Linked DNA regions of Mus musculus: region 1 is linked to region 2. The links are chromatin contacts, called in public HiChIP or PLAC-seq maps. All regions are on one chromosome and are shown on one strand. The core of a region is the stretch at or near the end of the contact, and the rest is flanking DNA. Distances in the headings are between cores, read along the strand shown.

Region 1 (7,047 bases), core at 2,801-5,300, 600 kb after region 2:
TTGTCCCAAAGCAGCAGAGCCCCTTAGTTATCTGGGGCTCAGGGGCCTGAGCTGCCTGTCACTATAAGGCAGTGGTGGCCAACCTGTGTACCCTGCTTCCCACCGGTGTGGCTAGCCTCCAAATCCTCTCATAGCCAGGACTGTGCTAGAATGATGGAGCATTCACCCCCCCCCCCCAGCACTAGGAAGGGGAGAAGCCCCATGGTGCTGTCTGCTGCCCAGTGGGCAGCTTCGTGGACACTTGGTGTGCAGCCACCCTGAGCACGTGTTTGCCAGAGGCAGGCCAGCCATCAGCTTCACCTCATACCAGGAGGCTGTGGCTCTGTTCACCAGTCCCTGTCCCAGGGGTGTCACCAGCCACTTTCACCCCAGCAGTGCCTGGGAGGCACGACTGATAGGGAGATGGAAACTCTGTGCTTCCTGGGGACTTAAAGGCATTTAACTATGTGAAGGAGAGCCACCAGGCTCCCTTGGGACCTGTCTGGCAGCCCTGGGCTGGCTCCGGGATGAAACAGCTCTTCTGCCAGATCTCTGCAGATCTCTGAAGCTCTTTGCTGCAAACAGGCCAGCTCCCCTTCCCTCCCTGCCCAGGGCTTCCTCCTGAGCCTCTATCCCAGCCTTCCTTCCCCTCTTATGGCTCTGCAGATAGGCTAATCAGCCCCTCTGTGGTTCTGATTGCTTGCGCTGGAGATATTTTTACCTTATGCAAATAGGTGATATGAAAGTGCCCTCATCTGTCAGCAGCCACCCCATCCCCCCCAACCTCCCTCCCCCCTCCACACACACACACACACACACACACACACACACACCAGCTCCATGCCTTTTGCCATTTGCCTGGTGGCCTTGCCCATTGGACTTTTCCCACAAGGCTTCAGGAAAACTGTCCAAAAGAGAAGTGGACTCTGCATAGGAGCTTGGTAGGAGGTTTCAGTGCTTGGGAAGACCTGAGGTACTGTTGCAGTCGTTATTACCGTGTGGGTCAGAGGGGTAGAGAGAGTCAGAGGGAAAGCTGTGGGGGCTCCCTCCTCCCCCAGCTATCCTGTGCCCTAGCCTTGCTCCTGCCTGGCCAGTCTCAGCAGAAGCCTAGGCCCCCTTAGGCCTGCTGGCAGAAACAAGGCTGCCAGTCAGAGCCCCAGTCTCTTATCATCCACAACATTTACAGGGCTTTTGGCCACTTGATCCTTGCAGAACCTCACAGAAAAAGCAGGCCCTAATCCAGACCGCGTCCCCACCCCCACCTTTAATAAGCTTGGCCCCACTGTGTACAGAGCTGACACTTGATTCTTAGCTCCAGGTCTCTGCTTGCTGCTCTGCCATCCTCCAAAGCCCCCGGGTCTCTGAGTGGGACTGCACGGCCAGCCAGGCTGGGACTCGGTTCGGCAGCTCTCTCTCCATCGATGTTTTGGCACTGCTGCCCTGGGCTGAGCGGGCTAACATCTGGGTGTCAGCCCAAAGCATCTTCCATGTCTAGCTTGCCTTGGGTTTCCTCAGCGAATAGCCTTCCCCTTCTAGAACGACCTAGAAAGCGGGTCTTCCAAGTGGCCAAGTAAATGCGGTGAGGCCAAGGAAGGCCTCTGTTTCCTTGCTTCTACCTGGGTACCATCCTCTCACCATCCTGAGGGCCTGAGGCAGTTGGTCTTTCTGAGCATTTCTCAGAATCATTCATCAGAATTGCTACTTCAGGTTGCTGGTGCGTTCGTGGACCTAAGAGCTGTGAAGCACCCCCTTTCTGGTGCAGAGTCTCCTGGGTGCCTATAAGCTCTAGATGGCCATGTCTCCCACAGCCCCCCAGGGGGCATGCTAGAGTGTACAGGAACATCTGGCAGAGTGGGTGGGTGGGTGGTTGGACTGATGGATGGATGGATGGATGGATGGATGGATGGATGGACAGATGGATGGACGGACGGGCGGTCAGGATGCATGGGTGGGATTTGCCTGTCAAGTTCTAGTAAGGAACTGAGCACTGGTTTTGTGTACTAAGTGCTTTTCCTGGGTCTGCGCCTCACAAATCTCACTCTCATTTTTATGTTACCTTGACACAAGCTAGAGTTATCTGAAAGGAGGGAACCCCAATTGAGAAAATACCCCCAATAAAATCTGGCTGGAGGGCATTTTCAAATTATTATTACCAAATAGGAAGGAGCCTTGCATTGTGGGCGGTACCATCTTGGTGGTCCTGGGTTAGATCAGAAAGCAGGCTGAGCAAGCCAGTAAGCAACACCACTCCGTGGCCTCTGCATCAGCTCCTGACTCCAGGTTCCTGCCCTGTGTGAGTTCCTGTCCTGACTTCCTTCAGTGATGAACAATGATGTGGACGTGTAAGCCGAATAATCATCATGGTCATGGTTGAAGAGACACTAGCCAGCCCAAACATGGCAAACCGTGCTCTGGCAGGTCTTGCCTTCTCCCCATCTCTCTGCCTCGCTAAAAACCAGTAAATTACATTCCTAGAGCTAACCACCAAGGCCTGTTTCCTTATTTGGTCACTTCCTCCCTCTGAGGCTGACCATCAAGGTCCAGCTATCAAAGTATTGAAGTCTAACAATCAAAGCCCTCTTTGGCTCACCTAACGTGCCCAATTAAAATTTAACCCACGTTTCCCCTTGTACCTTTATAGATTGCATTTGCCTATGGGCCACATCTGTCTCCTCTCTATCCAAAGACAGTCCCTTGTCCTTCTGGAACAAATATCCTTTCCCCTTCTCCCTCTCCTTTATCTCCTGTCTTTGTCTCTTATTCCCTGCAAATTCAGAGCAAATAAATCTCCTTTGTGCTGAGAACTAGGTCTTGAGGTATCTTATACTGAATACTGATCCCTTCAATGGTGTTTCAGCACAGCAATGGTAACTGAGCCACCCTGTAACAGCACACTGGTCTTCATTTTACAGATGAGGAAGCATCCAGTGCAGATGGTAGGAGCTGGAGATGTAGGTCTGTGGGTAGGATGGTTGCCTAGCACGCATGAAGGCCTGAGTTTGAGCCCCAGCACTGCATGAAGCCAGGCATGGTAGTGCACACCTGTAATCTTGGGAAGTGGAGGCAGGAAAATGAGGCATTTAAGGTTATCCTTTGGTTACATAGAAGTTAAAGGCCAGTCTGACTTAGAGACCCTGTTTCAAAATAAAATAAATAAGTCATAGCAGAACTCTGTCACATCCTCTTGGCACACATCCTCCTGCCTGAGCCTGTCTCTCCTCCCCCAATCCCTGGCCCCCACATACTCCTAGAGGCTTTAGGGCCTGCTGGATTTCCTACCTGGTGAAACCTTAAAAGATTCTGAACAGAGGAGCCAATGAGATGGCTCAGTAGATAAAGGTGTTTGCCATCAAGCTTGGAGACCTGAGTTCGATTCCTAGGACCCACGTGGTAGAAGGAGAGAACCTACCTCTGACCTTCACATGTGTGACCATACACACCCAAAATAAATAAAGCCAGACATGGTAGCATACACCTTTAATCTCAGTACTCAGGAGACAGAGGCAGGCTGATCTCTTAGGAGTTTGAGGCCAGCCTGGTCTACAAGGCAAGTTCCAGGATAGCCAGAGCTATATAGAAGAGAGACCTTGGCTCAAAAAAAAAAAGAGAAAAAAAAGGAGTGTGTGTGTGTGTGTGTGTGTGTGTGTGTTCTTGCAGGTGACGGCGTGGTTCAGGTAGCTTACAACTGTCTGTAACTCTAGTCCTAGGGAATCTAACATCCACTTCTAACCTCTGTGAGCGCCAGGCACTCACGGTGCACACACATATAGGTAAACAATCACTCATTCACATAAAATGAGAATTTGAAAGAAGAAAAGAAAGAGAAAAGGCTCATGACCCAGAAAACCATAGGCGCCAGGGCTGAATCCTCTGCTATTATGTTAAATACTATTAAATAATATTATGTTAAAGGCTGTTGGACTGCCTTCTAAGTATTTTTATTTAAACCCATAGATTTGTGTTGGTCTTAACTTTGGTCAGAGAAGCCTCTTTGCACAGTGGATAGTGGTTAATGCAGAGACTCACCAGTGGTCAAAGTGCCAAGTGTGTGTGACTGTGTGTGTTCAGCTGTGGATGAATCATCTATATTAACAGATCAGGGCTGGGTGAAAGGTTGGACAGAAAAAAATTACAAGCTGATGGATAGGAGGGAGAGCTGTAAAAAAAAATGACTCTCAGGTGTGGCATGTCTGTGGAACGCATCAGCTGACAGCAGATGTGATAACCTGCGTAAGACCTGCATAAGATCAAGCCAGTCAAAATTCCAACACAGATGAGGGTATGTTCAAAACGCATTGGATAAATGTCAGAAATTTTCAAAGAATAAACCAAAACTATCATTTTTTTAAAAGGTACTGGAGAGATGGCTGAGCAGTTATGAGCATGTCCTTACAGAGGACCCATGCTCATTCCCAGTGCTATGTGATAGGGCTCATAGTCACCTCTAACTCTAGCTCCAGGGACTCAACACCCTATTCTCGACTCCATGGGAACCTGAATGCACACAAACTTAACTAAAAATTTTAATTAAAAAGAGGGGCTGGGCGGTGGTGGCGCACACCTTTAATCCCAGCACTTGGGAGGCAGAGGCAGGCGGATTTCTGAGTTCTAGGCCAGCCTGGTCTACAGAGTGAGTTCCAGGACAGCCAGGACTATACAGAGAAACCCTGTCTTGAAAAAAAAAGAGGGGTTGGACTGAGCTTGGTGGCAATATGCCTTAATCCCAGAACTTGGGTGGCAGAGGCAGGCAAATCTCTTTGAGTTTGAGGCCAGCCTGATCTACAAAGCAAGTTTCCGAAAAGCTAAGGTTACACAGAGAAACCATGTCTCAAAACCTCACACACACATACACACACACACACACACACACACACACACTCTCTCTCTCTCTCTCTCTCTCTCTCTCTCTCTCTCTCTCTCTCTCTCTCTCAATCTCTCTCTCTCTCCAAAGCTGGAGAGATGGTTCAGCAGTTAAGAGTATTTGCTGCTCCAGCAGAGGACCAGATGTTGGTCCTTAGCAACTGAATGCATGGTTTACAACTGCCGGTAATTACAGTTCCACAGGACCCAGTGCCCTCTTAACCTCTTAGAGAGATTCTGAATACTTGAGGGTCCCCAGCAGCCTGCCTGGAGCAGAATGATCCCACGCTGAGGGGCAGAGGGATGGCAAGGAATAGTGTACCAGTCGGCAGGATGGAAGCTAGAGAGTTGAGGTGGGCTGGGTGGTGAGGGCTTTATAGGCCCCGGAAGAACTGAATGTCCTTTGAATTGGGAGGTCTTGGAGGGTTCTGAGCAGTGACTGAGCAAACCGGGTTTGGCTACTTTGCAGAACTGGCTGCGGCTCTATGGCTACCTACCCCAGCCCAGCCGCCACATGTCCACCATGCGCTCTGCCCAGATCCTGGCCTCCGCCCTTGCCGAGATGCAGAGTTTCTATGGGATCCCTGTCACGGGTGTGCTTGATGAAGAGACGAAAACGTGAGTCCGAGTCCCTCCACGTGACCCCTTCCAGACACCATGGGCCTCCTGGCCTCCAGCCTGCTCTGAGGAGCCTTTGGTATATGACATTTTCAGAGGAGAGTGGCCTGGATGAGGAATGACTGATGGTTTGATCTTCATGCTAATGTTTATTGTTTAGTATGGTTGCCTGAAGCCTTATGCTAAAAAAGATAACATAGAGGCTGGAGTGTTAAGATTGCTGACTGCTCATTCAGAGGCCCTGGGTTCAGTTCCTAATACCCACAGGAGACAGCTTGCAACCACTTATAATTCCAGTTCCTAGGTATCTTTGAGAACCCCAACAGACACCTGTATGTATACAATGCACATAAATTCATGCAGACACACATACATACACATACATTTAAAAAATAGATAAATAAAAAAAGAGATGAGATAGAAATAGTCCAGCTTTGTCAGGAAGAGCATCATGTTCAATTAGTGATACCTGCTATAGGCATGAGAATGGGACGTGCAGTACCAAACCCCTGGTTGGGACAACCTAGCTAGGCCTTACTCTATTAGAATTGATAGGACCTACAGATACATTGAGAAGCACCGAGCTTGACACAACTGGGACAGGAGGCCACAAGAGAACCCAGCCCATGCTTGGATTATACTCAGGAGCAGGAGCATACATTTTTGAGTCACTCCTTAGCGTTCAATCTTCTTAAAATGGAATCTCTTTACCCACTATTCTGGAAGCCAGAGTCTCCCACCCCCAAAACATCCCTCTGAGGGAAGATTGGGAAGCAAGACGCTGCCTGGAAGAGATAACCCAAAGCTGACCCCTCTATATCTGTGATCCAGGTGGATGAAGCGGCCCCGATGTGGGGTTCCTGATCAGTTTGGGGTACATGTGAAAGCCAACCTGCGTCGACGGCGGAAACGTTACACCCTGACAGGAAAGGCATGGAACAATTACCACCTGACCTTCAGGTACGGGTCCAGCTTCAAGGGGCGCTGTTCTGCCCTCTCAGGGGGACTTGGGTTTTCCCAGAAGAGGCCTGGCCTTACTCAGTCCCAGCTCACAATCTAGGGCCTCCCTCCAGGGAAAGATGGGTCACTGTCACGTGTCTCCTGCTTGGTCCTTATCTGACCCCAGCTGGTTGCAAGCTATACTGGCCTAATGTGACCAGACGAGCTCTTGAATCAGTGTGGTCAGTAGGTGTGGGGGACAGACATCCTGCTTTAACTCAGGTCTCAGATCCTTGAGCAAATGCATGGTCCACTAGGTCAGTGTCCCCCTGCCCCTTGTGGTTTATGACAGTCTATCTGCACCAGCAGCTGAGTCTAATCCTCAGGGAAGGGGCAGGCTTTCTGCTTCATATGCAGGCTCTAGACCAGTGGTTCTCAATATATGGGTTGCAACCACTCTGAAGTGGCATATCAGATAACATGCATATCAGATATTTATATCATAGTTTATAGCAGTAGCAAAATTATGGTTATGAAGTAGCAATACAATGATTTTATGGTTGGGGGTGGTGACCACACCATACCATGAGGATCTGTATTAAAGGGTCGGAGCATTAGGAAGGTTGAGAGCCCCTGCTCTGGGCTGTATAT
Region 2 (7,550 bases), core at 3,161-5,660:
CAGCAAAGCCCTGTTGCTGAAGACAACACCTAACCAAACCAGTGAATATGGAGAATTCGAGCTGGTACCTTCATAGAACCTTCACACCTGTGGTCCAGGTTCTTGGTCCAGGAAGGTACTCAGCACTCTCTCAGAAGAGAAATATAAACACCAAGTCAGCAACAGCCCCCTTATCCACAATGGTATCCTGACTACAAGATATGTTAGGCTATGGTGGCCCAAAGCTCATGGGAATAACCCACCAATAACTGATTTGACGTAAGGCCCACTCTACGAGATGGAACCTATACCCAACACTGTTTGCATGAACAAGAACCAAAGATTAGATAGCACCAGGACCTAAGATAAAAGCCAAATACTATTGGTCAAAAAAAGGAGGGAAAATGTAGGGATAAAAATGAATACCTTGTTCAGCCATCATTAGAGAGGCTTCCTCCTGCAGTGGATGTAACAAATACCAGAGACCCACAGGCAGGCATTACACAGAGGATGAGAGGCCTTGGAACGCTTAGCCTTGAATGAGAAGTCTCCATCAAATCCCTCCCCATCAAAGCTCAGGGGACCTAAGGAAGAGGACGCAGAAAGAAAGCAAGATTCTTAACATGAGCAAAGCTCGTGTGAATTCACAGAGACTGAGGCAGCAGGCACAGGGCCTGCACGGGGCTGTACCAGGTCCTCTGTGTGTGTGTGTGTGTGTGTGTGTGTGTGTGTGTGTGTGTGTGTGTGTGTGTGTATACACACATAGGCTTCCAGTGTAGTATTTTTATGGTACTCTTGTGTATACAAACAAGTGGGTCTATGTGGGTTTCTGATTCTTGTTCCTTCTCTTGGGCTCTTTTCCTTCTCTTGGCTTGTCCTGCCCAAATTTGACGTGATCATATTTGTTTTCTTATTATATTGTGTTATGTTTTAATATTATCTCTTAGAAGCTTGTTCTTTTTGCATCAGAAACAGAAAGGAAGGACTGGCAGGGGAGATGGGAAGGAACTGGGAAAGTAGAGGGAGTAGCAACTGTGATGTGGATATATTATGTAAAAAAATATCTATTTTCAATAAAAGGGTGAAAAACAAACAAAAACAGGGTAGGCAGAGAAAGCCAGAGGGAGCAACAGTCAACAGCATCCCACCCTGGTCTCTGCATCAGCTCCTGCCTCCGGGTTCCTGCCCTGTTTGTGTTCTTGTCCTGACTTCCTTCAGAGATAGACTACAGATGTAAAAGTGTAAGCCAGATAAACTCTTTCCTCCATGCCTGCCCCCCAGAGAGAGAGAACCGGTACTCAGGCAGCCTCTGACCTGTCAATGTACAGTCTTGTTCCTGGCTTTGTTTTTTTGCCTCTGTCACTTCCTGGAAGCCTGCCTCATAGAACAGCCTTCCACAGCCATGGAAGACCATCTTGACACAGTGCAGATCTTTGTGGTTTTCATCTCAAGTCATGTTTAGCAGCAGCGATTGGACAGCAGTGTTCTGTGGGGCCTCTCCCCCGCCTTTGTGTGTCCTGCACCCCTCATAGAAGCAGTAGTGGCTATGCCATTCTGTTTTCTACAGCAGAGAGTATTCCGTACAAGGCTGCGCTGAGACTGTGTAGTAGGTCTGGGCCTGGCAAAGAGAATACAGCGAAGCCCTTTCTCTTTCCACCAAACAACTGCAGAGCTCTCTGTACCTGTACCCTTTCTACCTTTGTGCTTAATCTTAAAGTCAGCGTACCACAAGGAGGCTGGATGCAAGCGAGACACTATATTAAATTGTACTGTAATTTAAGATGTAATAAAGTAGTTTGATATAAAAAAAAGTTCCATTTCTCAGGACAATGATGGGACTTTGTACCACTTAGCCACACATTTACTGGGAGACAGTCATGCGTGGGTTGGGACTACTATAAACATAACTTCTAAGAAGTTGCCTGCGATCTTCTGAGCAAAGAAAGGATGATTTTTTTCCCCCTTTCTAAATTACAGGCTTTGGATGGGCACCTAGTGGCCTAAAATAGGCTTTCAATTTCTGTATGACACAGGGTCTTGCTATGCATCCAAGGCTGGTCTCGAACTCCCCATCCTCCTGCCTCTAAGTGCTGAGATTATGGGGTGACCCTCCTCATACCAAACTCCATCTCCTGTAGCCTTTTGTTTAGAATCTGTAGACACTGGCTGTTTTTTTTTGTTTGTTTGTTTTTTTGTTTTTTTGTCTTGAGTGTTTCTAAGCTGAGACTCTGTATCCTGGATGTCCATGTTCACTAAAGCCAGGAACTTGAACACTATGTTGGTAGTGCTGCTCAAAGCTCGTTACAGCTCCAAGGGACGGCACTCGGTGGGTTTTTACTCTCCCCAGCTCTCCATGTCAATAAAGGGTTAAGGAAAATACTTCATGCAATTGTTGATGGAATAAACAAAAACATTAAGACTTAATCTACATGGTGCTGGGATGTGATTTTAAAGAGAAAAAAACAAACAACCATGGAAGGCCGTGGTCTGTGGACCAAAAGCAGTTTTTACCCAAGTGTACAGCACACCTGATATCGCAGAGTCAATTTATATTTACACTTGAGTTATCTGTGCTTGCTGGCTAGCTAGAGAAGCGGTGAGCTCATGGGTAGGGTGTGTAGTCTCATTTCCCTAGATCCTAGGCTTTAGTCAACCCCAAGTGCCACATAAAATATGAAGGAAAACACAGCCCTTCCTAGGCAAGCACACACAGAGAAGGTAAACACCACGCTGCTCAAGGATGTTTAAATCTGGCTATTTGTTCTGTTTACCAGGGAAGCTGTTAAACACAGCTCATTCCTAAGACCCTAGAGATATCGGTTTTGGAGACCCCAAGGAATTCTAATGTCTTGTTAAAGGTTTGGTTTTTGTTGTTGTTGTTTTGGTTTGGTTTTTGGTTTTTGGTTTTTGGTTTTTTTTTTTTTTTTGGTAGAGGATTCCATCTTCTCTATCTGCTAAACAAGTTTCTCTCTGATTCCTGGGTCACTAGTTTCCCTGATAATTTAGTAGGCTCTAAGAGGATTCTCCACCCCCACCCCCTCCCCCCAGAAATAGCACCTGTCTTAGTTAGGGTTTTCATTGCTACGCACAGACACCATGACTAAGAACTCTTCTTTTAAAAACAACACCTAATTAGGGCTGGCTTACAGGTTCAGAGGTTCAGTCCACTATCATCAAGGGTAGGAACACGGCAGCATCCAGGCAGGCATGGTGCAGGAGGAGCTGAGAGTCCCACATCTTCATCTGAAGGCCGCTAGCAGAATATCAACTTCCAGGCAGCTAGGATGAGGGTCTTAAAACCCATGCCCACAGTGAGACATTTACTCCAACAGGGCCACACCCTCTAATAGTGCCACTCCCTGGGCCGAGCGTTATACAAACCATCAGACCACCCCTTTGCTCAGTATTCCCACACTTACTCTATCTCTGCATACTGCCCATCTGCTGTTGGTGGTTAACATAAGTGCTGTGTAAACTTTCCTTCCACATCCCTGAAGCTGCAGGTCAATTTTGCCAACCCATCTTCATGCTTAATATGCCAACAGCATTCAACATGCAAAAAGAAACAGTAATGGTATCAGCAGCAGCAACAACAACAACAAGTACTGTCTGTTACTGTCTGTTTTGAGTGATGCTGGGTGGTCCCCAGGTTTGGCTCAGTTGGCAGAGTGCATGCCTAGCATGTTCACAGCCCTAGGTTCTATTTCTCTTACATAAAGTCCTAGAGCCTGGTGGAACATGCCTGGCATCTCAACATTCATGAGATAGAGGCAGGGGGTTGAGGAGTTCAAAGACAGCCTGGGCTAAATGAGAATCTGTTCCCCTTCTCAAAAAATGTTCCACTGTATAACGATGTGGAATTAACGATGTGGAATATCGTTAAAATTGCTTCCCTAGTCATCCTTAGCTCGAAATCGCCCACCCCCCCACACTCCCCACCACACACCCCAGTTTTCCTCTGTCAACACTAGGTCCTGGTACAACTGCAGCTTCCCTGCAGCCCCTTCCTCAGAACCACAGGTGCAGACATCCCCTCTTGTTACCAAGGAGACCGGCACCTTCATCTGGACTAGGCTCTGCCTGGAGAGTTTGGTTAGAACACTGCCTGGGAGCCTAATGACCTACACACATGAGAAGCGCAGGTAGAAGGCTCTCAAACTCAAAGCTAGCCTGGACTGTGTAGTAAATTCTAGACCAGCCTGGGCCACACCAGAGGAGGATGAATGAATGAAGGAACAAATAAATAAACAAACCTGCCTCCGTGCATGTTGTGGGACTAGGGCATGCCCCAAAGTTTGTGAGTCACAAGACAACAGTACTTCTACAACGAAATCAACTCATTCACCTGCTAATCCGTCTCTTCCGACCAAAGGAAAAGTGAGCGCCCTGCTCACACACAGCTCTCGGGCTTACTCATTCATGCCAGTGTCTTGCCTTGAATGTGAATTCTGGGTCTCATCCAACATGTTGGTTAAAGCTCTGGTTTATAGGAAGCACACAGGATAAGGGGAAAAAAATGAGATGACTCATAAGGAAGTAACTAGATAAGTTAGGACGAGAGCTTTGTACAAACAATGCTCTTGACTCTTCGAAAGGTCAATGTCATAAAAATAAAAATGAGCGAGTGGTCTGCAAGTATCAACTTGTACAAGAAAATAACGGTATGCAATGCACAAGGTTAGATGATAGTCTAATTCAGGAAGGATTTAAAAAAAAAAAAAAAGCAGGTGTTGCCAGCTGTGTGACTCAAGCTTGGATATCCCAGCTCTGGTAAAACTGAAACAGGTGGATTCTGAGTTCAAGGCTTACTTGGGCTAGCTATGGAGATCCTGTGAAAGAGAGGCTGAAGGGGGCTGGGGGAAAGGAATGAGTGGGAAAGGTGAAGAAGGGCTGGAGAGATGGCTTAGAGGTATGCTGCTCTGGCAGAGGACCTGGGTTCACTTCCCAGCACCCACCTCCCATGGCTCACAACCGCCTATGGCCCTTTCTCCAGAGGATTCCGTGCTCTTTCCTGGCCTCAGCAGGCACCTGCACACAGGTGGCACACACACAAACATGAACAGGAGTGAAAATAAATCCTAAAATAAAGAAAGAAGAAAGATTTAAAAAAAAAAGAAACAAAGAAAGAAAAGAAGAAAGGAAGAAGGGAAGGAAGGAAGAAAAGGCTTTGAGGTAGTGAAGGAGAAAGAATACATTTGGGGACAAATTGGAATGTGAACTGAGTGTTACATGACATAGGCGAGCTACTGTTGTTTCTGTGAGGTAGAAGAATCATAATTGTTGCATACTTATGAATGAAAATGGAGAGGCACCCTGATCCACTGGAGGCAAAAATGCCAAGCGGCCAGAAACTTTTTTTTTGCAATAGTTTAGCCGGGGGGGGGGGGGAGATAAAGCAAATATGAAAAATGTTGAGCATTGAATCTTGGAGGTTGAACTATGAAAATACTTTCTGTCGTTCTCTCTTCTGTATTGCTTGAAATTTTCGAAGAATGGTTGAGGGGCCAGCCTTGCTTTGCCTTGCTTTGGGCAAAGAATTCATCCCTCTCTCCTCCCTTTATCTCTCCTTTTTCTTTTTCCTTCTCCTCTTCTTCCTCCTCTGCCTCATCCTCCTCCTCTGCCTTCTCTGCCTTCTCTTCCTCCTCTTCCTCCTCTTCCTCCTTTTCCTCCTCTGCCTCTTCCTCCTCTGCCTTCTCTTCCTCCTCTTCCTCCTCTTCCTCCTTTTCCTCCTCTGCCTCTTCCTCCTCTGCCTTCTCTTCCTCCTCTTCCTCTTCCTCCTCCTCCTCCATTTTCTTCTTTGTCTTCTCCTGAGACTGGGTCTCACTCATATCACAGGCTGTGTAGCTGCTGGTGGTCTTGATTCAAATCCTTCTGCTTCCACCTCCCAAGTCCTGGGATCAGGGTTGCAAGCCAGCATACCAAATTTTGTGTTGCTGGTGATGGAAGCTAGGGCTTTGCACAAGCTAAGCAAGTAGTCTACCAAATAAATCACACACCCCCAGTCCCATCCTTTCCTTCCTTTCTTATTATTTATTTTCATAGTCTGGGATGGAATCCAGGCCCTCAGTATGCCAGCCAAGCACTGGAACACTGAGCTACACTGCCAGCTTACTGTTCTCTAATTTCTTGCCTCAGCCCCACAGCTTGAGAGTCCTGGGGAGGCCTTGGACCTTCCTCCTGCTACTGAGCTGAGGCTCACTGGGGCCAAGAATTATGGCTTATTTGCTACTCTCTGAGTCTCTTTGTCTTACCACAGCCCCAGGCACACACAAGGGATTTGCAAACATTAGCACACTCTTGTGTTCTGGGCACCAAAAAAGCCCTCAGTTTCATTCACTTCCCTGGGGACTTGCAGTGGTAGCCATTAGCATCTGTCTTAGTTTGGGTTCCATTGCTGTGAAGAGACACCATGACCAAGGCAACTCTTATAAAGGTAGACATCTAACTGGGGCTAGCTTACAGTTTTAGAGGTTTAGTCCGTTATCATCATGGTGGAAAGCATGGCAGCATGCAGGCAGACATGATGCTGGAGGGGCCAAGAGTTCTACATCTTGATCAGAAGGCAGCAGAAGGAGACTGTTCTGCAGGCAACAAGGAGGAGACACTGATTCCACACTGGGCAGAGCTGGAGTGTAGGAGACCTCAAAGCCCACCTCCATAGTGACACACTTCCTTCAACAAGATCACACCTGCTAATAGTGCCACTCCCCATGGGCCAAAAACTCAAATACAAGAGTAGATGGGGGTCAAAATTCAAACCACTGCTGGGCTTGGTGGCGCACACCTTTAATACCAGCACTTGGGAAGCAGAGGCAGGCCGATTTCTGAGTTCAAGGCCAGCTTGATCTGCAGAGTGAGTTCCAGGACAGCCAGGGCTACACAGAGAAACCCTATCTCAAAAAACCAAAAAACCAAACCAAAACAGAAAATTTCAAACCACCTCAGCATACTACAGACAGAAACACTGCAGTACATAGAGCATTAGTAACCTGCCCAAGTGGGACCTTTAGGAAGGGCAGAGTTGAGCTTGAATTGGGTCAATGGGCCTGAAAGCCTGGCTACTGTGTCCAAACTGCATCTCAACAGTCACTCCTTGAAACCTGGATGAGATGGGTGGGACCAACCATCTGTAGATGAGAAGCTGGTTCTGGAGGGAGCACAGACTGCCCCCTGGAGCTGAAGCTAGGTCTGGAGGGAGCACGGAATGCTCCTGGAGCTGAAGCTGGGTCTAGAGGGAGCACGGACTGCCCCTGGAGCTGAGCAAGTTCGGGTAAAGCTGTTTTTACCTTCTCAGTTCAGACACTTGCTTATCAAATGGTTCCTTGCCAGTGGGTGGTGACTCAGACCCAAGAGACAGCTAGTTGGTCATCCCATCCTTCTTGACTTCCTCCCTGGTTATCTTCAGCTACTCCATCCATAAAGCAGCCCACCACAGTGATGGATGTTAGCCTTATAGCCTGGGTGTGTTATCATGACTATGTGTGTTAAACATGGAACTCCATTAAGTTTTGTTTAGTTGGGGATAGACACCAGGCTTTTGGCATGCCAGGTGAGTGCTGTACAGCTGAGCT

What was found. HiChIP or PLAC-seq counts read pairs in DNA pulled down with a chosen protein or histone mark.
Region 1: a contact with region 2 is called in a FOXA1 HiChIP or PLAC-seq map of pancreatic cancer cells. The contact joins two enhancer-like sites. A contact is called at or near these places in 2 of 39 promoter capture datasets (cranial neural crest and embryonic stem cells) and 1 of 115 datasets of contacts at active chromatin or transcription factors (pancreatic cancer cells).

Annotation. Positions count from the first base shown.
Region 1 is chr8:95,360,006-95,367,052 of GRCm38.p6, forward strand. Mmp15 (matrix metallopeptidase 15) reads left to right here. Exons shown (of 10, transcript NM_008609.4): 2 at 5,309-5,457; 3 at 6,289-6,417. Among named protein-coding and RNA genes, the nearest start is that of Mmp15, 11 kb to the left of the region's middle. Within about 2 kb of position 4,051, at least 15 of the 459 cell types and tissues checked have an H3K27ac peak or open chromatin away from gene starts, as enhancers often do. A contact at or near this core is called in pancreatic cancer cells, where this site is marked.
Region 2 is chr8:94,762,816-94,770,365 of GRCm38.p6, forward strand. No RefSeq gene overlaps it. Among named protein-coding and RNA genes, the nearest start is that of Cx3cl1, 5.6 kb to the right of the region's middle. Within about 2 kb of position 4,411, at least 27 of the 459 cell types and tissues checked have an H3K27ac peak or open chromatin away from gene starts, as enhancers often do. A contact at or near this core is called in pancreatic cancer cells, where this site is marked.